Linked DNA regions of Mus musculus: regions 2, 3 and 4 are each linked to region 1. The links are chromatin contacts, called in public Hi-C and promoter capture Hi-C maps. All regions are on one chromosome and are shown on one strand. The core of a region is the stretch at or near the end of the contact, and the rest is flanking DNA. Distances in the headings are between cores, read along the strand shown. Region 1 holds the start of Spred1 (sprouty protein with EVH-1 domain 1, related sequence). Region 2 holds the start of BC052040 (cDNA sequence BC052040). Region 3 holds the start of G630016G05Rik (RIKEN cDNA G630016G05 gene). Region 4 holds the start of Eif2ak4 (eukaryotic translation initiation factor 2 alpha kinase 4).

Evidence for each region. Promoter capture Hi-C pulls out the DNA fragments that hold promoters and counts their contacts. Hi-C and Micro-C count contacts between places; a contact is called where the count stands out from the background. Capture Hi-C pulls out chosen DNA fragments and counts their contacts.
Region 2: a contact with region 1 is called in a promoter capture Hi-C map of pre-B cells. The contact joins the promoter of BC052040 here to the promoter of Spred1 in region 1. A contact is called at or near these places in 2 of 39 promoter capture datasets (embryonic stem cells and pre-B cells), 1 of 484 Hi-C or Micro-C datasets (B cells) and 3 of 115 datasets of contacts at active chromatin or transcription factors (embryonic stem cells and large pre-B cells).
Region 3: a Hi-C map of cardiomyocytes shows a contact between it and region 1, with 2.7 times the contacts expected there. The contact joins the promoter of G630016G05Rik here to the promoter of Spred1 in region 1. A contact is called at or near these places in 2 of 39 promoter capture datasets (the 3T3-L1 cell line and cranial neural crest), 2 of 484 Hi-C or Micro-C datasets (cardiomyocytes and embryonic stem cells), 3 of 115 datasets of contacts at active chromatin or transcription factors (astrocytes, embryonic stem cells and stem cell-derived neural progenitor cells) and 1 of 9 other capture datasets (embryonic stem cells).
Region 4: a contact with region 1 is called in a promoter capture Hi-C map of pancreatic islet. The contact joins the promoter of Eif2ak4 here to the promoter of Spred1 in region 1. A contact is called at or near these places in 6 of 39 promoter capture datasets (the C10 cell line, the HPC-7 cell line, hippocampal neurons and 3 more) and 1 of 9 other capture datasets (pancreatic islet).

The regions. Positions count from the first base shown.
Region 1 is chr2:117,115,579-117,122,489 of GRCm38.p6, reverse strand. Spred1 (sprouty protein with EVH-1 domain 1, related sequence) reads right to left here and starts at 1,419. Exons shown (of 7, transcript NM_033524.3): 1 at 734-1,419. The coding sequence starts at 765.
Region 2 is chr2:115,578,424-115,584,630 of GRCm38.p6, reverse strand. BC052040 (cDNA sequence BC052040) reads right to left here and starts at 2,915. Exons shown (of 11, transcript NM_207264.4): 1 at 2,646-2,915. The coding sequence starts at 2,746.
Region 3 is chr2:116,065,484-116,071,717 of GRCm38.p6, reverse strand. It overlaps G630016G05Rik (RIKEN cDNA G630016G05 gene), which reads right to left and starts at 4,493. Exons shown (of 5, transcript NR_153841.1): 1 at 4,378-4,493; 2 at 3,468-3,534. It also overlaps a transcript of Meis2 not described here.
Region 4 is chr2:118,387,181-118,393,902 of GRCm38.p6, reverse strand. Eif2ak4 (eukaryotic translation initiation factor 2 alpha kinase 4) reads right to left here and starts at 5,286. Exons shown (of 39, transcript NM_013719.3): 1 at 5,051-5,286. The coding sequence starts at 5,194.

The DNA of each region.
Region 1 (6,911 bases), core at 170-2,669:
AAAAGCAAAAACTTATGGATCAAGCTCTGATGAAGTCACCAACGCGTTCGGCAATGTAAACCGTACTTTATCACAGACGGAAGCCAAACCCTAGCATTCAAAATTTTTAATTACTCTGTTCTTGATTAAGACGGGTTCAATACTCTCGAAGGTTAAAAAAATAATAATAAAAAAACACAATAGCTCAACATCGCCCACACTCCAGGTGTCCTTAATCCTATTTAATTCTTAAAATGTTTCCCTAACCCTATCTTTTTACTAGAATAGTATAGGTCATAAGTTTAAAAAGTGGGGCGGGGGGCGAAGGCTTAATCGGTATTTAGGAGTCACTGAGTCATCGAATTAGGATTCAAGAGCAGTTTGCGGCTGGAGGTGCTCCCACACATTAGTTTCCGAGCGAAATAGCTGTAGAGGCAGGGTGGCTGGATGTTCAAGGTGTTTGGGGAGGGGGGGCGGGTTTGACGCCGGAGTGAAGGGCAGGCAAAGGGTAGTTTCTACTCCACTTTGAGCTACCCACATTATTACTCTGTCTCGGAGACGTCCGACTGCTACGCCGCCTCTGCACTGCACTCGATACCCTTCCCCAAGCAGAGAGGCGAAAATGCACGAATGAAAAGGGGTGCTGCCATTAAAGAAAATGGCCCGACACATCGGGCATCTATCACCTCCCGGGCGGGACGGGCTGGGGGGAGGGGGCTGCCCCCCGGGCTCAACCAGGCCAGGGCTCGCTTACTCGTTGTCAGAAGTCGCCGTCTCCTCGCTCATCTTTCCCTCACCGTGATCCGATCAGGAGATGGAGGAGCAACAGCAGGCAGGGAAGCAGCGGCAGCGGCGGCACCGAGGGGCGGCGGGCGACGACGGCCGGCGGGGCGCGCGGGCAGCGGCTCGGGGGCCTCACCATGGTGGATGCCTCACTCGGAGCGGTGCCCCGCGAGCCGGGCAGCCCGGCCACCCCCGCAGGGGGGCGGCGGCAGCAAGCGCGGCCGTGGCGACCCCAGCGGTTTGCCGCGCCGAGGTCGAGTGCGAAGCCGAGACGGCGCGGGCGACTGCGGGCGCTGAGGGGGACGCGGCCGGTGGCTGAGGCGGTGCTGCTCTCAGGGGCGCGGCGACGGGCGGGCGGCGGGAGCCGGCGGGGGGCAGCCGAGCGCTGGCTGCGGGAGGCGGCGCGGTCCCGCCGAGGTGCCGCGCACCATCTCCCGCCTGGCCGCCGGCTGCCCGCGCGGCGCGCCTGGTCGGCCCTCAGGGGCTGCCTCGGACGCGCTCCAGCTGAGGGGCCGCAGGCAGGGCGCGAGGCGAGCGTCGGAGCCCGAGGGCACAGTGCCGAGCGGCGGCGACGAGGGCCGAGATCAGCGCTGCTCGGCGGCCCGCTCCTCACGCCCGCGAGAGGGGAGCCGCGAGGGGGGCGGCGGAAGCGCTCACGCCGCCCGCTCCTTCCGCCGCTCGAACCGGGGGCGCCCGCGGGAGAGGCAGGCGAAGTAGTCCCTCGCGACTTCTGGGCCGCCGGGGCTCGCGCGGGTGCGGCTGGGCGGACGTGGGGCGCGGCTGCAAGCCGGAGGCGCGGGGCCTCTGAGGGGTCGGGGGGAAACCTAAAAGCCGCGGCCCGCAGTCGAATCACTGCAGCTCTGGATCGTGGGCAGCATAACAAGTTTCAGGAAAGTAGTTCCCTCCTCCCCTCGCTTCCCAAATCGTCGGGCAGCGGGAGCGGGGCGAGGAGGGTGGCGGAGGGATATGTCGCTGCACTGCATCGCGCGCGTGTGCGTGCGCGCGCTCCAAACTCTTGGCACGCCGAGGAAAGGGGGCGGGGGTGGGAGCTGTGAGCCGAGCTGCTCCGGGACTGGCATTGTTGCGACGCTCAAGTCCCCGTTACTCGGCCTGGGATATCCGGGTTGCCGGGACAAGCGGGCAGCACACCGTGTGCTCGGGGAAGAAATCGGGAGGCCACTCCGTACTGCTCAGTGCGCGTGCACGCGCGCGCGTGTGTTGTGTTTTTCTTGCAAAGAATGGAACTGGCATGAGTTCATCTCTTAGTGGGGGTTACAGGCCAGGACTGCAAAGCGAGCTCCTCCTGCTGTCCCTCTAGTTGCATTGCTGCAGTTCCCTTGCTTCTTGCACAAGGGTAGTTGTGTGCGTGTGATGTGTGTGTGTGTGTGTGTGTGTGTGTGTGTGTGTGTGTGTGTGTGTGTGTGTGTGTGTAGAAAGAGTTGGTTTCAATACCTCGCAGCGCGATCCTCACTGCGCAAACAGCATGCAATGCTGGGCATTCATCTCTGGAAGCACGAGTGCTTGTTAATGGAGAACGGCTTCCATTGAAGCCCGGGGTAGGCGGGTTACATGAATCTGGCGCATCCAGCAGCACAGGAAATAACTCCCGCTGCGAGCGAGGTTGCATAACTATAGCGCAGGAGAAGCCTGTGTGGCACGAACTTTGGCGAACAGAGGCGGAACGGTTGTTGGATAGGCAGCTGTCACGTTTGCATTGTCAGAGGACAATGTATGCAATCATCCCAAAAGATCTTTTTTGCACAAGAACCTTCTAAGGTTGAGGGCTGGAGCCTGGGATCTTTGTGACCGGAGGGCTAGGAACTCCTAGCTCTATAAATTCTATTATCTTGTCTCTAAGAAGTCAGCTTATACACAAGATGGCCTGGGGGACTGACTCCCTAGCGCTCCTAAGTTCCTGTGGCGTCTCCCTAGGCGGTTTTGCGATAGGCTTTTCACTTTGTTCTCAAGTTTACTTAACCCCCGGGGAAGGAAGCTTCCTGTTCCAGCCACCTTGAGAGATAGAACAATTCCAAGGGAAGAAGTCCAGCGGGCCTCCTAAGGAAACCGTCACTCTTCAGCCAAAGGTTTCCAGGAAGCCTCAGAATTGCTGCTCTCCTCCGAATGAGTACACACTAATGTGCTAACAGTACTGTGCACATAAGAGTGCCTAATGTGTGTTTGACGAAGGAATAAAGGCGCTAACCCAGCCAGCCGTGCACCAAAAACCCATACCGTGGATCACTGAGGTTTCTTTATATAACTTCCAGCCGCGTCTGCAGGATTGTTCATCTTAGGAACAAGTGGGGATGGGAAAAAGGAGTGAGTGAGTGGAGCGTGGGAAGAGATCTCCACTCCTACCATTTTGAACTTGATCTTAGGATGTGAAGAACCTGAACTCCAGAGTGTAGGTGCTAGTCTGTTCTCCAGGTACTAACTGGCTTTGCCCGCTCATGTTTAAATCCGGGCCAGACTGGCAGCTAATGTGGAGGCTGGGGTAGGAGGATTCCAAGTTCAAGGTCTGCCTGGGTTACAGAACCAGTTCAAGGCTAGCCTCCTTAATTTAGCAAAACCCTGTCTCAATATAAAAATTTAAAATGAAAAGGGGGCCAAAGTTCTAGCCTTGTAGTGGAAGGCCCGGGGTTGGAGTGGGAAGAGGTAGACTTGAAACCCTCGGCTAAATCCCCAGTACTGAGGTGGGAGGGGAGAGCTTGATCGCCCAGAGCCTGTTCTTAAGTAACTCACTTAAATTCTGTCTAGTTTATGTGGCTAATAAGCATCTATTTCACAGAGCTTTTATATGGATTGATGGGCTAGCAACACACATAAAGCACTTAGTACAAATTCTGAGGTGGTAGTATGTCCAGTTCTCACTATAATTTTATAAAACAGAAGTTCTAAAGCCCATGTCAAAGTGATGGCATGTGAAGGTTAATTGAAAAGCACTCGGCATTGTTCAGTCATTCAACAAATAACCATCTGTCGTTTCCTGTGCACCCCAGTAGACACATGGCCTGGCCCTTGGTAAGCCATCAACAGTGATAACCATCAGAGTTATGATTAAGGACAAAGGTAGCCATTTGCAAAGGCAGCTTTCTCTTTTGAGGAGACACAGCTGTCTGAGGCTCCTGTGCAGCCCAGAAATCATCAGAACTGACTTTTGGGTAAGATGAGAAAACTGTCTTCATCCTACACCAAGTAATGTGCTGTACACACACATACATACATACATACATACATACATACATTCATACATACATTCATACATACATACATACATACATACATGAGAAAACTGTCTTTATCCTACACCAAGTAATGTGCTGTCCACACACACACATACATACATACATACATACATACATACATGAGAAAACTGTCTTTATCCTACACCAAGTAATGTGCTGTCCACACATACATACATACATACATACATACATACATGAGAAAACTGTCTTTATCCTACACCAAGTAATGTGCTGTCCACACACACACACATAATACATACATACATGAGAAAACTGTCTTTATCCTACACCAAGTAATGTGCTGTCCACACATACATACATACATACATACATACATACATACATGAGAAAACTGTCTTTATCCTACACCAAGTAATGTGCTGTCCACACACACACACATAATACATACATACATGAGAAAACTGTCTTTATCCTACACCAAGTAATGTGCTGTCCACACACACATACATACATACATACATACATACATACATGAGAAAACTGTCTTTATCCTACACCAAGTAATGTGCTGTCCACACATACATACATACATACATACATACATACATACATACATGAGAAAACTGTCTTTATCCTACACCAAATAATGTGCTGTCCACACACACACACATTCATACATACATACATTCATACATACATACATACATACATACATACATGAGAAAACTGTCTTTATCCTACACCAAGTAATGTGCTGTCCACACACACATACATTCATACATACATACATACATACATACATGAGAAAACTGTCTTTATCCTACACCAAGTAATGTGCTGTCCACACACACATACATTCATACATACATACATACAGAGAGAGAGAGAGAGAGACTGGTCAACAGCCTAAATGAATGTGTAGGTGGTGGTCAAGCTACCAACTCTTTTAAGTTAAGATCCTTCTGTGTCCATTTTAAGAGGACCTTGCAGTTCCCACCACTTACCAGTAGTTGACGATCTTACTTACCTTTAATATTATATATTGCCCACTCAAGTTTCAATCATTCTAGGCCTGACTGACACACCCCTATGATTCGAGCTGATGTAGAGGCTGAGGTCAGAGGATTGCAAGTTCAAGGACTGCCTGGCTTACAGAACCAGTTTAATATATATTGTACATTAAAATATTGTTTAACTGTGGAACAGAAGTGATCTTACAAGGATGCTCAGAGCCTAGTGCCTGGGTTTTGAAGTATAAAAATACAAAAGATATGTCCCAGTGGCGTGGGGCTAGAAGGCCTCTGCTGCTGCAAACTCTTTAAGCGTCCACCTGGGGCCCAAGCTCCAGGACATTGGATGACTCGATGCAGAGTTTGCTACTGTGTGGGCCTGAGAGCAGTCCCACTAGCCTCGGAACCTGCTCTTGGTATTGGTGGGAGAAGTGGGTGAGCTGGTAGAACTCTTTCATCAGTGGAAGTCTGATGGCAGAGCCTTGCAACATCTTCATCTACCTGGTAGCATTTGCAGTCCACTATCATGTGGCTTTATCTCAAGCAGTAGTCTCCAAAATGAACACCAATCAACAATGTGACCCAGTCCATCTGTCTCAAGATTCTGCATGTAAGTCCACAGACTTGCCCCATGGGACTACCTTTGAAGACCAGGCTAAAGGGCCTGCAGAGCCTTCCCCTGATTTGAACTGCCCCTGCCAGTTACTTCAAAATAAAAGACCAAAGAGATTGAGAACTCAAGATTGGCTACAGGTAAGTGTGATCGTTTGTATATGCTTGGCCCAGGGAATGGCACTATTAGGAGGTATGGCCTATTTGGAGATGTGTCACTGTAGGCGTGGGCTTAAGACCCTCACCTTAGCTGTCTGGAAGTCAGTCTTCCACTAGCAGCCTTCAGATGAAGACGTGGAACTCTCGCTCTGCCTGCACCGTGCCTACCTAGGTGCTACCCATCTCCTACCTTGATGATGATGATCTGAACCTCTGAGCTTGTAAGCCAGACCCACTTAAATGTTGTCCTTTATAAGACTTGCCTTGGTCATGGTGTCTACTCACAGCAGTAAAACCCTAACTAAGACAGTAAGTATATTTCCTTCACTATTTTATATCGAAATGTTCTACAATAAAGGTCTTTCCCACTCATCTTCTGTGGGTGCCTCTTTTTGTACTTCTTTTCCAAAGCGCTGAGGATCAAACCCAGAATCCTGTGTGAACTAAGCAAGAGCTCTGCCTTAGACTCTCCCCCCAGCTCTGTGAATAGCGAGCCCCTCGGCTCGAGGCTCTGGTCATCATGGCTGTAGTATGCCCAACAACTCTCCTTTTCCAGAAGTACACTGTTTCAGTCCTTCACCGTCTTCTGCTTTCTTTGCAAGCACCTTGTCATCCTGTCTCCTAATACATTTGTAACTAAAGCCATCGCTCTAACCAGCACCAAAACCAAACAAACCAAAACCCCAAACCCAGCTTCTCCTGTATGTGAGAAGCTGCAGGCATCACAGTTACATCTGAAGTTCCAGCTCTGGAGGTTGCTACTCGTCAAGGATTCTAAGGCTAGGTTCTGGCTCTTCAAGGGAGGGGGCATTTGTATTTGCTTGGTTGTTTTTCTCTGAGGGTGGGGTTGAGGAAGAAGGCTGGCCACAATAGTTGGTTCCCACAGTTGGCAAGCTTTCTGTACTCTGTCTTTGGCTTCTTAAAATTGGCCACACCCACCAAACACCAACGAGTTACAAGGTAGTGCAGTGGATTCTCAACCTGAGGGTAAGGTACTTACATAACGGTAGCAAAGCTACAGTTATCAGATATTGTAACAATAGCAACATTACAGTTAGGAAGTAGCAACAAAATAATTTTATGGTTGGAGAACTGTATGTATTAAAGGGTCACAGTGTTCGGAAGGCTGAGAACCACTGGGGTCATTGCTGTAACCTGGAAG
Region 2 (6,207 bases), core at 1,666-4,165, 1.5 Mb after region 1:
GTATTTCTTCCTGTCTTTTTCTGTTGTAATGTATCTGTGTGTCTGACCACAGGCCTGCAGGTACACTCATGCATGCATGTACATTTGGTGGCACATCTGATATCTTCTCCTATGGCTCTCCATATTTTTCAAGACATGGCCTCTCCATGACCTACCTAGTCACTGCCAGGGCTTCCATTGCAACCCTCCTCCTTACAAGGAGGTCGATCGGGGGTGTCACAGCAATGGCCCGTGTTAGTTTGCTTTCTATTGCTACAATAAAACACTGGGACCAAAGAGACAACTAGGGGTGGAAAGGGTTTATCTCAGCTTACAGTTGCAGATCATCACAAAGGAACGTTAGAGCAGCAACCTACAAACAGAACTGAAGCAGAGACCATGGAGGGACAATGCTTACTGGCTTGCTCTCCATGGTTTGCTCAATCTGTTTTCTTACACATTGCAAGACCACCAAGGGGTGGCTGGACCCTCTCATATCAATCACCAATCAAGGAAAGATACCCCATGAAGAGAGACAGGAGAGAGGCTCAGAAGGCCAGGAGAGTCAATAGAAATCTGCAGCTGCCCCAGGGGTAAGGATGGATGTGGGTGTGGGTGGAGGTGGAGAATCTCTAGGAAGTCCAAGAGACATGGAATGGGGGAGGCTCCCAGAAGACAAAGCATGTGACCTTGACCAAAATGCTAAACAGAGGAGACAAGGAACCTGAAGAGGTTCCCTCCTACAGGATCCAAATTCAGGCCCCTCATGCTTGCATAGCAAGCACTTTCCTCAGTGAGCCATTTTTCCAGTCCCTCCTCTTATCCTTTTATCAGCAATATATGACAACTAGTTAAATATAAAAATAGATGCAGCTTCTTGTAGTTAAGGCAGATCTTAAAGAGATTTGCAAAAGTATACAGCCGTATCTCAACCATTTTTGGAATTATGACTATTATAGATAAAATGTCAACAAGCAATATACTTACTATTATTCAAAACAAATTTAGTAGTATTTTATTTAATTTCTCAGCTTTAATTTAAATTTTAGAAAACACTCTAGGATATAACTATACATATAACTATACATACGAACACACACACACACACACACACACACACACACACACATATATATATATATATATATATATATATATATATATATTTTAATGGTGGGGCTGGTAAAATAGTTTCGTAGATCAAATCACTTGCCAAAAAGCCTAACTACATGAGTTCCACTGCCAGACCCATTTGATGGAAGGAAAGAAACAACTCCAAATTTTCTTCTGACCTCCACACATACCTTGACACATATGGATCCAAATACATACATATGTTCTTTTGAAAATAGTAATATGTGTCCATAATGATAGCAATGTATCAAAAAAGCTCCAAAACTCCCTAGCAATGTATACACATATAAAACATTCCATATACTATATAACATACATGTGATAATATACCTACATCTTATACCTTTTCCCCCTGGATGGTCAGTCACCACTCATTTTAGAAAGGATGCAAAAAAAACTAGTGATAATAATTAAATTCCAACTTGTCAACTCTGCTCTTGAACAGGAACTATGATAAATCCCCTAGCTACAAAGTCCTTAAGTATGGACAATATTGGAAGGAGAGCCTTTCTCTTTAGAGTCTAGGAAAATTAGTCTACCAAATATGAGGTCATGAAAGATATGCTTCAATTTGTATTGATACCTACTATCCAATAACTTGTCTTTCTCAATGAAATCTCTCTGGTGATGCATGGTCAAAGGCTATGTGTTATTGATAGGAAAGCTCTCCATTAGGAGTAACTATGCTCAATGTCATAATATGTTTTGAATAAAAAAATATACAAAATGTTCTGTATTATTTAACATATTAATTATGATGACCTAGTTGTTTTGAACAGGTATTCAAGTAATGAGTGGGTCTCAGTTTTTACATCTTATAAATGGAAAAAAATCTATGTTATATAATCTCTAAGAAACCTTTCCTAGCAGGTGGGAAAATCCTAAAATCCCACAACAAAGTGAAAAGTATGAAACCCATGGGGAATACGTATGCACACAATGAGAAACCTTCAGACCTTGAGATCCAAATGACCAGACTCAAGAGTGTGACCCCCTAATGTTCTCAACTCTATAAAGAATCTTTTCATTGCACAGCCAACAAGACAAGGCCCCCTTTGGGCCTGGGCCCTCTTGCTACCAGTGGCAATCCGAAAGGGTCCTGTTCACTCTAGATCTACCATCTCTAGGTGTCTGTGTCAAGTTGGCAGCACCCCAGTGCGATGAACCGCCAATTCACGTTTTTTTACGTTGCAAAGATCCCATTACCAATTATTTACTGCTAGTATCTGTGGATTAACCACTGGTCATCTATGAAGCACCTACTTAATATGTGTACACTCTCATACCCGCAATATGTATCAAGTAAAGATCTGCTGAGTTGGATTCAACTCCCAAGGCCTGGAGTGACTTCAGGAGCCTCAGCCATTAAATGTTTTGTATGGTAGGCAGGTGGAGGGAAGAGAGCATTCTCATGATCTTCGACCTAACTCTGTTCCTCCCATTTGTGTGTGACACGTGGCTTCTATGACTGCCAGGGTGGCGGGAACTGGGGTGCAGGTAAAATGCTGTGAGAATTGGAGATGGGGACTTACCTGGGGAACCTCTGCTTCAGCTTCCTCAGGCTCTGCCTAGTGGGCGGTACAGACACTAGGCACTGGGCTATCTCCTCGTACTGGGCTTTGGTTAGTATCATATTGGGCCCAAGGAAAAATCACCCTTGGGCTCGTGCGGGCTTGGTGCCTAGAACCTAGGGAAGGGCAGAGCGCGGTACGACCCTGGGCCCTCCACTTATTTAGCTATCCCTTATGCCCCCAAAGCACACCCCCCTAGCTGCACCGCGGGGCGGAGACACGCAGCGTCCCAGGCTTCACCTCCGCGGGAGAGGCGGGCTGTAGAACTATTTGCGCCAGCAGAGTGTACTGAGCAGCCGCAGTAAGCCGGGCCGAAGGCAACTAGCCGCCATCTTGGGTAAGGGCAAAGCAACCAGGAAGTGGCGGCTGCGTACCGAATTCTTTTTGCGTCTTTAGGGGCAGGTGTCCCCAGCAACACCTCCCTGAGATCGGAACCCAGACGCTCATTGAAGACACTCTGCCAGCTGCGAGAAACACAGACGGCCCGTTTCGGGTCACAGGGATGCTTTTCCAGCCTGGAGTTGGAAACCCGGAAGTGCTCTGGTGGAGCGCGGGATTTGAATGTGTTTTTTTCCGACACGCCCAGTTCTGCCGCTCTGAGCAGATGGCCTGCAAAGGAGCAAGGTGAGCGGAAGCTAAGCAGCGAACAGGATCTCTGCAAACCAGCGGTTTCGCCTGTGCTGGGAAAGTTCTTCAGCCTCTCCCGTGGAAGGCAATGCTGGTTTTGTTGAGAACTTAAATTCTGCATTAAATTCTCTGGTGGAAAGCAATGCTGGTTTTGTTGAGAACTTAAATTCTGCATCTTAAAACAACTGGCAGTAGAATGTCAATTCCACTCTCGCATACATAAAGAAGTAAATTCCTGGCCCCCACAATAGTGAGTGCCCAATAATGTGTAGAAATACGAACTTCTGAGTTAATATATTAGAGCATCTATATATTTGGTTTGGTTTGGTTTGGTTTTTTGAAACCTTTGTTTCTAAGGTGGGCGTATGATATGTGTTCTCTCCCATTTTGAGCAAAAGGAAGAAAATCTGCTTAGGTTTTAGCACGTTTAAACGGTTTACTGCTTTCATTTGGTGTAAAGTGTAAGTTGGAAGGTTGGCCTAGATAAGACCCCATTGGTAAATTCTTTAGTTCATCAAAGCCTCAATTACTTTACCTATAAAAATTTGTAATTCATGAGGCAGGTTTTAAGACTAAATAAGGTAGTATAGAGCCAAGTTATGGAGTCACCGTAGTTGTCAGTCAACAGATGAAAGAATAAACAAAATGTGGTTTAGAAACACAGTTTTAAAGATTAAAATAATGACTACATCTGGAAAAAGGACTCAAACCAATATCTTTTGCTTCCTCTCCCTTGTGGCTCTTCAGTTTTACATAGATCACAAGTACACACACATTTACATACATACACATATGTACAAGAAAGAACGCAGAGAAATACTGAGAAAGCAATAAGACTGGGGGAGTGTGTGGACATAAAAATGAAAGAATTTATATTTGTGAAATCAGCACTATGTCCAATGACCATCTGTCAATAAAAACAATAAGATAGTACAAGAGACATTTATTTAGCATAGCATTCAACAGACATTATTTACGTAACTTAGGTTATAAAGACTAAGTTCCTTAAGTAAACTAGGTAGGATGTTTACTAGATAGTGTTTTGTTGGTATTCTTGTAAGGACTCCCTTAATCCCAGTAACTTCCCCTGGCGCAGGTTCTATCCCCATTATTGCTCCGTCCTTCCTTTGTTCAGAGTGAACAAAGGCATAAAAGGTCAAGGAACTTCCCGGAGGTCATGAGAACAAGTCAATAGCCAGAGTGGGATTTAAGTGAAAATTGGTACGCTGTGTTGCTGCCTCTCAACAATGCGTAATCACTTCATCTCCTAGTCACTCTCCTAAACCCAAAGGGTCCATTTTTCTGTTTTTTTTTTTTTAAAGTAAATACTCTAATTAAAAAAAAAAAAATCACATACAAGGGGCTCTTTTTCCCCCTCTAGTTTTCACTATATTTTCTTGACAGTTTCCAAAGTTCAGGACCAACAGCGGTCCCTGAATTGAGCAAGCGCTGCGAGTTTCTAGATCTTTACCTCAGAAAGTTTCCTTCCCATATGCTTTACATCTAGATCTGGTTGTGTGACATTAGCGCATAACCGTTATTTATGGCAGCGGAGCCTGGAGTTGCCACCTGGTTAGTTTGTTGCTGACCCTGCCGTGACTTGTGCAGGAAAGCTGACTGACGAGAAGCAGACAGCACTTGGCTCCCAATCCCTCTCCCCTTCACAGCTTCGCTCCTTCCAGTTCACAGCCATCGGGGATTTTATAGAAAACATCAGTTCAAGGATGTTTGCGCTAGTTGTTTTTATAGCAACCCTCTTCTCCCTGGCTTTTGTCCTGCCCTCGCCCTCACAACCCTTACGGAAATGGCCAGGTTTCTTTTCTTGTTTTTATTTTGAACATGCTGGCAGCCTACTATTTTAACTCAAATCTGGTCGTTGTTTACAAAGTTAGTACTGGGAGAAGCAGAGTGTTCTGTGCTGCTTTCATCTGCAGTGACGTATTAGGTACAAAATAAGAGCTGGGCGGAGCTCTTCTGCTGTGACTTAATTGGTTTTTTTCCCCTCCTAACAGAAATGCTTGCACTTGGCTGAGCATGTACTTGAGGCCCCCTTTTTTTCTTCCTGCTCCTGCCCGCTTTGCGCTCATCCCTCATCACCCCCTTCCTGGATGGTTGAATGTTGAACATTTTAAAAGAGGGGTGCAGTGTGGATGTGAGGCATGTGCTCCTTTCAGTAAAGGCACTGATACAAAGGGTTAAAATTAAGAATGAGCAGAGTTAGGCGGCTGGGGAAATTATTCCCACTGTAGCAGAGTTCTAAGCAGAGTAAGGAGTTCGTGGCCTTGGAAAGACTCAGCCATATTTTCAAATAACCTACCAAATCGAGCGCAAGTTTTTAAAACCATGATCACACTACTTTTATTATATTGAAAACTCTGATGCTCTTCATAGGGCTTCTGTCAACATTTACACTGACCATTTTAAAGTAAATGAAGTCTACTAACTGAACATGTGGAAAGAAGAATGCTAATTTTTTGAGAGTCTGTTATGGGCAATTATCATTCCACTGATACCTTATGTTACTGAATCTCGGCAGTTACACTGTCCAGTAAAGCTACTGGTTTATATATTGGAAACTGAAGTCAAATAATAATGATGATGATGATGGTGGTGGTGATGCTGCTGCTGATGGGTCGGGTTGGAAAGATGGCTTATCAGTTAAGAGCACTTGCTGCTCTTGCAGAAGACCCAGGTTTGGTTAGTAGCACTTGCATGATATCTCACAACCATTCATCACTCTAGTTCCAAGAATCCAATGTCATCTTCTGACCTCCATGAGCACCAAGCAGACATATGATCCATATACATACATGTGAGCAGAACACTTATACACATAAAATAAACCTAAAAAACAATTAAGGTCTGCTTACCTGGAATGTTTCGTTACTAAATTGTA
Region 3 (6,234 bases), core at 3,244-5,743, 1.1 Mb after region 1:
GAGGAAGGGCGTGGGAAGGAGAAACTGACAGCGCCACGGTGCACAGAGTGTTTGGAGCCCCGCCAGATAGCGCTAGAGGGCTATTTATTGAAACCCGTTCTTTCCGCGCCATAGGGAAACAGCTAAAATGGGAAGAAATCAAACAGGGCAAAAGCAAAATGCAACAATTCCACTCCATCTTTTTTTTTTTTTTAACCTGTCGGTTCATTTGATCGTATTTCCAGGGTGAAAAAAAGTCTATGATAGAGCACGAAGGTGTGAAAAAGGAAAAAAACCAATAAATAAAAGTAAACACAAAGCAAAAGCAAAAATAAACCAGTAAGGTGGTGGTAGTAGTGGTGTGAGGACAGGGGCCCTTTCCCAGGGTAGACACCATCTAGAAAGAGCACGAACCAAGGTAAGAGGTAAGCAAGTGAGCAGAATTCTTTTTACTGTAACTTTTCAGTTATACTGCGGAGAAGGTCAAAAACAGTTCACAAGGATGAGCGGAGGTTTACGGAGAAGAGACGTTTTAAAAGTAATAAATGGCTCCAAGGGCTGGAGTGTGGGACAAACACGTTAATAGAAATGCCAAATAAAATATATATCAAAAATTCCAACTGTCAGCCAGCAGGACCAGGGCAGAAGACAACCTAAGCCCTGAGCCTTTGTCCCAATAACATAAGACTCAGGGCTGTTTCTGCAGGACCACAGCACCCTTGGAGAACAATTTACAGACAGCCCAGGAATCCTGGAGAAAGGGGGAAAGGACTTTTAAAACTCACCCTCCTTTAGAACCCAAAGGAAAGTAGTGCAGATGGAAAGAGAAAACCTGAGAGCAGAAGTGGACATGGCAAGAGAAAAAGCAAATGGATCGTGTGTTTTTGAGGTCCCACCCCGGCTAGATTCACTAATTCAAGGAAATAAAGGTCCTTCGTTCCTATTGATATTTTACTTTTAAGTATCAACCTTGTTTGTCAAAAACCCTGGCATTTCCTATGGCTAGCCTCCCGTTTTAGCAATGAGCTTTCCTTTGACCCAATGAAACCCCTCTTAACTCAAAGGAGTAAGTTATCTTCCATTAGGCTGAGCAGAACCTCCCCAATTCAAACATAATCTCACCTTCTTTCTTCAATAAAACTCTCCTTGATACGAAATATTCCAAATCAAAACATTAACTAAAGTTACAAACAAGATTAAGGCTGGATTTACTGGCTCTGGTAATAAAGCATCAATTGTTCTAACTGTTGAAAAGAAGACAAAAGGGATTTAAATCTGGTGATTTTAATACACAGATTAACACTTCAGGACCTCACAGTTCTGAGGAATGTGGAGTTATCTGTGCAGAGGATCTGGACATTGGGGAGGGGGGATATAAAAAGAACAGCCGCAATTACCACCTCAAGGAGGCTGAACAAGCACAGCTAAAATAAAGTTGGAGTTTATAAATGCTACTTCAAATTAACTCCCCTCCCAAAAGCCAATGCCGTTGGACTACAGAACTAGGGGGCTTATATTATTCCCTTAAATCCTTAATGTTACCTATAGTAACATTCCACAAGGGATCAAAAGAAGAAAGGGAGAAATAGAAAGGAGTGCTTTTCAGAAGTCTAGGAGATGCTTCAATAAGAAAGGGGGTGATTAAAAACAGACTCTTAAATTTGAGAGGCCCAATTCTCTTTCTCATTCACCCCCTTCAGTACCCCCCTTTTCACCTCCTTTTTAATTCAATGTTCCCACCCCCCACTCCAGAGCTAAGTAGCTGATTTAAGATTGTGAAGAAATAGGTTTTACCAACCATATTTGTTCTGGGGCACTTGTAAAACGCGATTTGTAGAGAGTCTTTAGCCTTCCAATTGTCTTTGAATTGTTTTTACTGAAACAGATCTTTTGCAGTTAATGAGTCCCCACACAGCTGGACAGCTCCTCACGGACACTGAGAACTCTAACCCCAAAATGACCCCAATTTGACACCGCAAGATGAAATTTTACCGCCTGTTAAAACCATTTCCAGCCTGGGCAGAAGGGGCTGACTGTTGACTGAGGTGTGCATGGCGCCTGTGACCCCCATCTCTTGTCTGTCTCTGGGGCTGCCCCACCTATTTCCCTTCACCTCAAATGTGGGAGAGTAAATGAATCCACAAAGGGTGTGGAGTGTGAAGCTCTGAAAACAAGGTGCCCATATACAGAAAGAAAAGAGAAAGTGTGGACACCTCGCTGTTGTGCAATGGCTTCTACCAGACATGGAAATCGAGATGAGGAACAGAGGCAAGTCCCTCACTATATGCAACCTATGCTGTTGTATTAATAAAAACACCCATAAGCTGTTGGATGATCACAACTTGTGGTATCACAGGGATCAGGAAAGATACTCCAACTTGATCCCCTGTGCAATGCATGGCAGTGGTAGATTTTAAAACTAACATTTAAACTAAGAGTTTTACCAATAGCGTGCATCTGTGTAACCCATCTCTTCAGTGAAAGCAGCCGCTCCTTTTAGATAAAGTGAATTTCAAAGCCAAAAGGCCTTCACCAGCATGCTATTTTCAACCACCTCACACTTCTTAACTCTAAAAGTCTCCCTAAAAATTCTCGCTTTTCTTAAAATGTCCTTCCTTTCTGCCCCCTACATCTGACCAGATTGTCCTCTTGTTTGCTTTAAGGCATTTGCCAAAATTCATAAGAAGTTACGTGGTGAAGGAGAGGAAGAGGTTCAAGTTTAAGCTCCGTCTGCACTGCCCACAGTATAAATCGGGGTTAGCATTTTTCTTTGTAAAACCCCAAATTACCACCCTTCATCAAGCCATTATTTCCTTAACGATTGCTTTAGAAAATAGAAATAATCAACTTGGATTTTTGTTTTTAACTCAGGGAGAAACTTTATTAATGCTGTTTTTTCTTAATGCTAAAGAAGTTTTACTAAATAAAGGTTACCGGGAAATTAAATCGCTTTACAATATCAACAAGCTGGGGTTGGGGTGGGGGTGGGGGCTGCGAACCGCTGTGGAAAAAAAGAGCTAAGCATGCTTACAGGAAGATGCAGAGGTTTCTCACGAAGTTGTTCTTTACAAAAGAAGCGTTTATCTCGGAAACCCGTGTTCCTTTGAAAAAGAAACTTCCTAACTGGCGTTTATTTAACCAGGATTTAAAAAGAGCAAAAATCTTACTGGCGATACTAAATAGCCAATGTTGAAATTAAGAACAATTAGAGGAATCAAAACTGAATGTAAACTCTGCCAACAGTGCTGGGCCGACAACTTGGATCCAGTATCATTCACAACTCTGTGAAGCAGAAAACGGTCTTCAGCCAGGCCAAATATTCTCTCATATTCTGTGTCTCTCCTTTCTGTGTCTGTCTCTGTGTGTGTCTCACCTCCCTCTCTCTCTTTCCCTCTCTTTTACCCTAGGAGGATAAACTGAGATTTAACTTCACCCCCTCCCAAAAAAAAAAATTCTGGAGGCCAACTTTTCCTTTTCTTTTTACTTACCTTTTCTTATCTGTCCACGAGTAATTCAGCATCAAATGAGACGGATATTTGTAATCTTGAAGTTCTTCTAGGGGGGAAAAAAGTGGTGGGGGAGGGGGAAAGGACCATATAGTCCTTCGGGTTCCAAACTGCTCTGCTGTCTTGGGCTTGAAGCGGAAAGAGAGGGAAACCCTTGGCTGGACTCTGCTCCCAGAAGGTCCCCGAGGCCGCCTTCCCTGCTTTGGCCACTGGAGCCAAACTCGCACGGGCTGCAACCCCTCTCCCGGCGCGCTCTCCGGGCCTCTGCCAGCCCCTCCACACTGTCTTTATATGTGAGGGCCGATTTCCCGCAGACATCATTGTTATGATGGCTCATTTAATCAAACTGTTTAATTGCTCTGGTAATCACTATCATCATCACAGGTGCTCAATCATTCATCATTTTTGGAGGGCTTTATTGACCTCCGGAGCTCATTCACCAGCCCTAGGAGAACGAGGCCAAATTTCCTCAGACTCCGCATGGAGTCTCGGCATGCAGTAGTTTTAGCTAGCTTGGGATGTTCAGAAGCTTGCTAGGAAACCAGGAAGATGCTAAATGGGAGAAAAACCTCTCTCTCTCTCTCTCTCTCTCTCTCTCTCTCTCTCTCTCTCTCTCTCTCCCTCCCTCCCTCCCTCCCTCTCCCTCTCCGTCTCCCTCTCCCTCTCTCTGTAAGTCCTCTCTCTCTCTCTCTCTCTCTCACACACACACACACACACACACACACACACACACACACACACACACACCACTCTACTATACCTAACCACTCCCATCCACCCCCGCCCCCATGAGAAAGTCCAGTCAAAGGCACCCTTGCAGGAGGCGCTGCTTTCTGTCACGGGATGGTTCAGAGTTGGGGAGGGAGGCCGCAGTTGAACAGCAAACCCTTACTCTGTTTGCTATTCTCTGGGCCTGGGGCCCGGAACCCAGGGCGAGGGTGAGAAGTTGGGGAGAGGGCGCGCTCCCAGTGCGTGGCTGGGTCGCGCTGCCAGCTGCCTGGTGGCGGCAGGGTGAACCCGGCTACGCGCGCCGGGTGACCAAAGCTCCGCCCCCAGCTCTCGTCTCTCGGTGATTGACGCGCAGCCGCGGGGAAACAGCAGAGCAGAGGTAAAGCCAGCTGGAACTCCGGCCAGGGATTGGGCGGGACCCCGGCCAGAACTAGTTTCTACCAAAACCTAGTCGGGTATTTACCTTTTTAACCCTACTCGCTTCCTTTTCCTTTTGGGAAAACTTTAGGAGCCAGTCCCATGGTCCCCATCCAGCGAAATCCTCCCGGTGTAATTAACTCAGCCTTTAGCCCTCTTTACAACCGCTGCGCCCAGGGCAACCACAACAAAGCTGGGCAGCCAGAGCCAGCCACTCCTCGCAAGCATCTTCTGTCTCACATGCTTTTTAATCTTTCTCCTCCGGTGCTTCCTAGATCCAAGATTCACTTTAGAGGCGCACAGCGGTCACGCGCACGCACGCACGCGCGCGTACACACACACACACACACACACACACACACACTTGTCTACATCGGTAAACAACAAACACCAAACAACTCCCTCTCCTCTAACTCCTACCCCACTAACTCCCGCCCTACTAACTCTCATCCTGCTTTCTCCCTCCAGATTGAGCCCAGGACCCCTAGACTCTCAATGGTGGTCTACACTGTCTGCAGCGCACCGAGGGACTATGCTCCGAGTTCAGCTGCTCATATCTTGTACTAGACAAAAATGAATATTGACAAAAAGGGCTCTGCATCTGCACGAGAAAGAAAGTACCACTTAACAACAACAACAACAACAACAACAACAAAAATCCTAGCCTGGCGGTGGTGCAGTTGGCGGAGCTTGCTGCTCTAGGTTGTAGTGGCAGAGTTCGGGACCTAGTAATCCGCCGGCAGAGGAAGGGGGCCGCGGAATTAAAACGAACAAAAGCTAGAGCGCCATGCCAAACATCCCCAACGCGACCCAGTTAGGCAGGAGCCAAGAGGAGTGGTGGGGAAATAAACGAGAAGTAAGTTGAAAATAAAAAGATCTGAGTCTGTACCGTACTTTCCCTGTGGCTTTCTGCAGTTTTCCTGTCTGCGCTCTCCCTGTCCTCTTCCACCTCTCTTCCTTCCCCCTCCAATCACGCGTGTTCTCTCTCTCTCTCTCTCTCTCTCTCTCTCTCTCTCTCTCTCTCTCTCTCTCTCTCTCTCCCTCTCTCTCCCTCTCCTGTCGCTCTCCCTCCTTCCCTCCCTTCCCCCTTTCCCCCTCCCTCATCCCCCCTCCCTCCCCTCTTCCTCTCCCTCCCGCGTCGTCCCCCTGGAGAAGCAGGCTTGCTGATTTGCTCCGGTCCTCTCCGCTCCAGCCTCCCCTTCCCCAGCCCCCCCCCCCCCCCCCGGGGCCGTCCGACCGCACTCGCTGCATATCAGAGGCTCCGCGCTGCGCGCTCCTCCTCGCTCCAGCTCCCCACTCTCGGGATGTGTCTCCGCCGTAGGACGGGCTATGGCCACCACGACTTCCGGGTTCCGTCATTTCGTTCTCCCGCCGCCGACCCGCGCCGCCAAACTGAGGCTCTACTATAAGCCCGGCTGCAGCCAACCTGCCAACACCTACTGACACTCACTCATCTCCCAGAGAGAGAAAGAGAGCGCGAGAGAGCGAGCGCGAGTGAGAGCGAGCGAGAAAGAGAGAGAGGGAAAGACAAAATACCTACCAGAGAGGGGGGGAGGAAGTCCAATTTTTGCAAACTATTCATTTTTTTCTTGGTTTTCTCCTT
Region 4 (6,722 bases), core at 4,037-6,536, 1.3 Mb before region 1:
TGCTGAGCTAAATCTTCTTTCTTTCATTTTTTTAAAGATGTATTTATTTATGTATGTGAGTACACTGTTGCTGTCTTCAGACCCACCAGAAGAAGAGTATCAGATCCCATTACAGATGGTTATAAGCCATCATGTGGTTGCTGGGAATTGAACTCAGGACCTCTGGAAGAGCAGTCAGTGCTCTTAACCACTGAACCATCTCTCCAGACCCAATCTTTTTACTTTTTAAAAGAGCTGCTTAACAAAGCTTCTCTCAGGTGCCTTTGTCTCCTAAACACTTGCTTGTTATACATACTAGAGGAAAGGGTCAATATCCTTAAAAGCTGAATATTTTAACTTCATGAAGCTGAAAATCTTCAGGTTCCAAGACTCAAAGGTATGGAAAGACAGTCCCATCATTAGACTTCACTGGGTTATAAAACAGGCACCAAAGTGAGGATGAGGTTTGGGAAATTAATTTGTTATATAAATGTCCATCAAACCCAGTGTGAATAATTGCTGAGTACACTTACGAGTCAGTAGTTACTGTGTATACATATGTAGCTATCATAATTGTTAAGGAAAAAAGGCACACACTTTAACCAGTTTGAGGTATCTGTCTAGAATTGTTACCTAGTTTCCTGCTATCTGTCCTCCTTGCATTTGAAGGTAAACTTTAATCAGCATAGCTTCTTTTTTTTTCTCTTCCAGATGGAAATAGCATTCAGATGGAAGCAGCCTACTTGAGACCAGGGTAGAGCCATGGGGGAAGGGAGATAATCTGGGCAGCCTGCTTGTAAATCTGTACAGAACCAAAAAACGGAGACAATGGACTGGAAGAATGGCTAGGTGGGCCTCCTGTATTATCAGGAAGCCCTGAGTGAATTCCCAGGATCCACAGAAAACCCATACGTATCCACATGCCTATGTGTGCCAATAATCAAAGCTTTGGAGGGCAGAGATAAGTGGAGGCAGCCTAGTCAAATGGTGAGCTTAAGGTACAGTGAGAGATCCTGTCTCGATTAAAAACAAAACAAAACAAACAAACAAACAAACAAACAAAAGACTACAAGTGGAAAGCAACAGAGAAAGATACCTGATATCCTTTTCTGGACTCAACACATATTGCGGTACACTGTAAGTATGCACACGTGCACACATGCATGCACGTGCGTGTGTAAGCACACACACACACATCATATCAGGAAAAAAAATGAACACAGTAATAGCCAGAAAGATACTAATGGCAAGTGCTCAGAAAATGGAATTAGATAACATTCCTCTAGATTTATATGAAATGCCTTAAATATTTATTTCCCTCATTCCTCCATCTCTAAAACTGAATACTTTGTTTATAATGACCAAGTTTATCTTTTCTCAAACATTTGCTCATCAAATTAAAACAAACAAACAAACAAACATTAGATTCTTTAAAATTTAATATGACCTTCAGCTCCATTTTGAACAAACATCACAACATTCAGAATTTGTTTTAATAAAAATTCGAACAGGATTGGACCAGGTACTATAGTTTCAATGTGTCCCTCAAAAGTATTAGAAAACTAATCGATCCTAATATAGTCTGATATTTAGAAGAGGGGCCATAATCATGAGATCAGTGACTTTATAAGATGACAAAGAGATACACAAGCACACAGGAATACCCTCCTTTGGCATGCCATGCCTTCTGCTATTTATGATCAGCAAGGTCCTCACAAGGTATAGCCCCTTGATTTTAGACTTTCTAGGCTCTAGGACTGTAAGAAATAAATTGTGCTTTGTTTTTGGTTTATAAAGTTTCCAATTTGTAGTAGCATGTTATAGCAGCAGAAAGTGAAAGAAGAAGGTATCAGGCAAGGCCATTTAAACATTCACACTGAAACAGGAAAATTCGGTACAGTGAATGGCAACAATGTTAAACACCGAGGACTGTTAAGAATTTATAATAGTTTAAAACAATGTTATAACAGCATTGAAAATTAAAGAGATGGTGGCAAGGAATAGATGCAAATACATTTGGGAATTGCTAATATCAACTTTGGAAAGCTTTATACCAAGCACTGAAATGGAAGGGTTAGCAACCTGTGTGTGTGTGTGTGTGTGTGTGTGTGTGTGTGTGTGTGTGTGTGTGTAGAGGCAGCACTTCAGATTGGCAGCAGAAGTGGAAACTTCACGTGTTTCTCAGACTGTGAGAATGGACAGCACCCGGAGAACATGATCTAGACCCTCTTGAAAAAGATATTTCTACATTTATTTGATGGAAGCTTTAAAAACATGAAGTCTCTGGGTGTGGTGGCACACGCCTTTAGTCCCAACACTCAGTAGTTAGAGTCAGGTGGTGCTCGTGTGTGTCATGAAATAGTTAAATAATTTAAATAACTAAACAAAACATCTGACGATTTATCCTCTTTCTTTTCTTTCTTTCTTCCTTCTATTTTTTTTATGGTAACACGGGAACAGGGGGAGGGTCTTTCCTCCCCCCACTTTTGTTTCTTAGTGCTGAGAAATCAAACCTAGGATGTGCTAGGCGAGCACCCGCCCTCAGATGGGGAAGTGCTTTGTAGATGGGGAAGAGGGAGATAAAATAGCCATGTGGTTCAGAAAACAAGTAGTTCATTTTGATTCTGTTAAAAATTTTTAACTGCATAAATTACATAAATATGTCTATGATTAATTTAGGAGAAAATTTTTGTTTCATGTTACCACAAATAAAATTTCCCTAACATACATCTACATTTTTACCATTGAGTAAGAAAATAGACCTTAGAAGAGAAAAATAAATCAATGAATAAGAACAGTTCAGAGCTGGGCAGTGGTGATGCTTGCCTTTAATCCCAGCACTCGGGAGGCAGAGGCAGGCGAATTTCTGAGTTCGAGGCCAGCCTGGTCTACAGAGTGAGTTCCAGGACAGCCAGGGCTATACAGAGAAGCCCTGTCTCGAAAAACCAAAAAACCAAACCAAACCAAAACAAAAAACCCAACAAACAAACAAACAAACAAAAAACAGTTCAGAGAAAAAGAAAAACCATGAACATGGTTTCTAACCAATGAAATACAAATTAGATGGGACAGCTTTCATTCATTTACTGTCAAAATGAAAGGACGGAGCATGCAATGTTGACAAAGGCTAAAGAGATAAGTGCACTCATAAACAACCAGTGGACCCAGAGACAGAAGGAAGGAGGGAGGGTTTGCAATGCCTCCCAAGGGAGGAAGCAGACCCTCTGCTGATACGGAAAGCTAGACAAGATAAATAAGTAGTATTTTTTAAATGTCCTTGAATTGTAAACTATATCTTAAATGATTGATACCCAAACTTTTAAATGTGTAAATTAATTTTTGATATACACTCTGAACTGTTTGACTATCCATGAATGAAATGTTTCAAAACTGACATTTAATCCATGACATATCCCCCAAAAGTTAAAAAAAAGTGATCTGAGTTTACTGGCAGTAAACTTGACCTGAAATGAGAAGAGGTCATTGTCCTCACTGTGTTCAGGCTGACATTTGCATATTCATACATTTATTTCATTGCGTTTACATTGTGAACACACCCCCACAGGCATGGAAGGAGGAGGAACATACACCCCGGATTATGTGTAAGAACACTTCTGTATTCTGAAAACTACTAGGCCTCAAGGGTTCTAGATTCAGGATAGTGGCACCGAATAACCTTTCCCTGAAGAAAGGCAAGTAGCGGGTGCTAATGAGAGCTTGTTCAAAGCGTAACCTCTGACTCATCAGACTGAGCATCAATTATTTGCCTGAAAGGCCTATGAAAGAAAGTGTTGGTGATATTGCTTGTGATCCAGAGCCAGAGTCTACTACTGAATAACTCTACCTGCCTTTTACACTATCTCTGGGTTAAGTCTTCTTGGTTATAAAGGCCACCGTGAGCTGTAAATTCCTGGGCTAACTGGGATCAGCTGTAAATTCTTAGGATTATCAGTATCATTACCTAAAAGTGGCTGATGGTTTTCCTTCCATTTTCCTGCACCTTGGGAACATAAAACTAAAAAAACTAAAAAAAAAAAAAAAAAAAAAAAAAGCCAGCTGGGTCTCCCTGAGTCCCCTGCACATTCTGTAACACTATTCTGGTGGCCTAGGCCCTACTTCCTGGTTCCCTGGAAACAGAGAAGTTGCCAGATGACCTGTAGGTTATCTTACTATTTACAAGAAGCATGTATAACTGTATGTAAAGTTACAAATAAGGCCTAAAAAAGTAAGCTTCCCGCCGGCAGCAGGGGTTTTGTGCATGTTTTACCCATGACTGTGTTCCTAGCGTCTAAATCATTAAATTAAAAAGTATATTGGTTTAGTGGGAGAATCTTGGCCCTGACAGCTTAAGTAAAGCCTTTTCCTAAAGAAATACTAGATATAGAGAAAAGACAGACATTGTGAGTTAAAGAAGTAAGGCAGATGGAGGAAAGAAGTACTTTCAAACTTCAGGAACATTTTAGTTCGGCAGATACACTATTCAAGGATAGGGAGAGACTGTCACTGCCCTCAGCTTAACTTCCACACAAAAAAGGAAAGTGATGTTTTAAATAGAACTCGGTAAACACTGCATTACAGCGACAATAAACATGTTCTATACCTATTCCTCAAAAGTCTCGGAGGAAGGTACAAAAAGTTCTTCCACACAGGAAACGGGATTTACACAGTGTGACCTGGGAGTTTGTTTGCTGAGAGCACAAGACCTGGACCCACGCCCCCTAAGCATCCCCAGCACAAAGTAGCAATGAGTGACTATGAATGTGCAGTCACAACCCACCTCGAGGCCTGGGGCGAGTCAGTGTGGGGAAGAATGGTTGGAAGGACGAAGGGTGGTTAGGGGACGTCAGTGGGAATAAGAAGCACAGCAGAGAGAGGAGCCCGACCGGGGAAAAAAGAGAATTCAGGCCAGGTGCTGCCTTCTCAAGACCAGTGGCGGCGCAGAGGCAGAAAGTGAGGGTAGTGGAACTGCAATATGAAAAGCCTTTAGGATCTAAGTGGTCGCCCCAGACTGGAGGCGTCTGGCTGGGTTCCTAGACTGGAGAACACCGGGCCAGACCAACCACGTTCCTACCCGTCCGCGCGCATCCGGCCGCAGATCCTGGAAGTCCGAGCCGTAAATGGCCTCCAGGGCCTGCAGCTCGTGGTCCTGTCGCTGCGAATAGCTCTCCTGTGGCTCAGCCCGGCCGCGTCCAGAGGCCCCGCGGCCCCCAGCCATGGCGGCCGGGGCAGGCGCAGCGGCCTAGGCGAGGTAGCGGTGATTCTGGGGTGGGTAGGGGAGCTCCAGCCCGCGCCGTGACCGAACTGAGGGCGGGGCCTCGAGTCGGAGTCGGGTCTGGGGGAGGGGCCTCGAGCTGATGACAGGTCTAGGGGGTGTGGCTCTGCTCTGGGGAGGCGCTTTAAAGACAGGATCTCCAGCGGGAGACGAACCTGGGGGCGGAGTCTCGAGCTGAAGACCGACCTAGGGGCGTGACTCTGAGCAGGTGAGAGGGCCTTGGGCGGAGCCTAGGCCAGGAGGCGGGTCTGAAGGCGGGGTTCTCCGCGGCTGACTCGTTTGGCCCACTCCGGAGAAGGCCAGTGGGCGGGGTTTTGCTCCAACTTCTCATGGCCCAAGACTTCTAATAAAACAAGAGTAGGGGAAAGCTTTGCCTTCTTCCTGAGGGGAGAAATTGAGTCAGGAATTGCCAACACACTTTGGAGAGCCAGTCTCTTAGGTCAAAGTGACAACACATATTAGTTTTCACAAAACAAGTATGTAGCAGAAACAGGCGCTGGAACTCCTTCACCCTGCCTGGCTAGAGAGAGGAAAATTTTAGAGCGCAGTCATGAGTTAAATCGTTTATCTTACCTGACCTTCCCAGAATGAGACTACTGGGAGGAAAAAACCGTAAACCCTGTTTCCCACATTCGTTACCCTTGAATCATTAATTAAATGTCTCATGCATGCTCTCTGGACTCTCTGAAATTCTCTCCTTGCATTTTCAAATCCCACAAAGAGAATTATCCGACCAGTTCATTTAATGTAAATTTGAGCATTCACATTCATGTAAAATGTTGCACCCTACTTTACATACTTAAGGGATGTATTTGTGTCCATATGAGTCAGGGTCTCCCTCTGCAGCATGGTCTGGCCTTGAATTCATAGTAATCTTCCTACTTTATCCTCTCAGCGCTAGGATCATGAGACTGTGCCACCATCCCTATTTGACCATATTTTTTTTTCACGCATATAAGTAACCTATCTATTCAGACATTGCTATTGCTTTGTTGTCTACCTGCTGTAGCTTAATTCAGAAAAAAAATGCACTATCATGCCTCGAGTTAGGTTAGGTGACATGTCTCTGTCAATCTTGTTTGCATCTATCTTGTTCACTTAGTAATGTTGACTTAGGCATCTCACCTTCAGACCACTCTGATCAGACAAGGTAACACAAAGGCCTTTTAGAAACCACCTCCTCCCTCCTTCAGCTGGAGACCTGTTCTGTTTCCAGGGACCCCTGCCTGGATACATGGCAGAACTCAACAAACAGTGAAGATATTTGTTGAGTGCTGCCTTTTTTTTTTTTTTTTCAGCTCTCACATTCAAACTGTCATCATGTCCTCAGTTTCCCCCTAAGCTGCAGCCCATTTTTACCACCTCTTCACTGGCTCTCTATTCGGCCGTCTTCATCCTTGCCCCATGTTAAGCAGCTCTTCCTATTGTAGCCAAAGTAAAGTTCCTAAATCACGAATATGGCCACACTAAT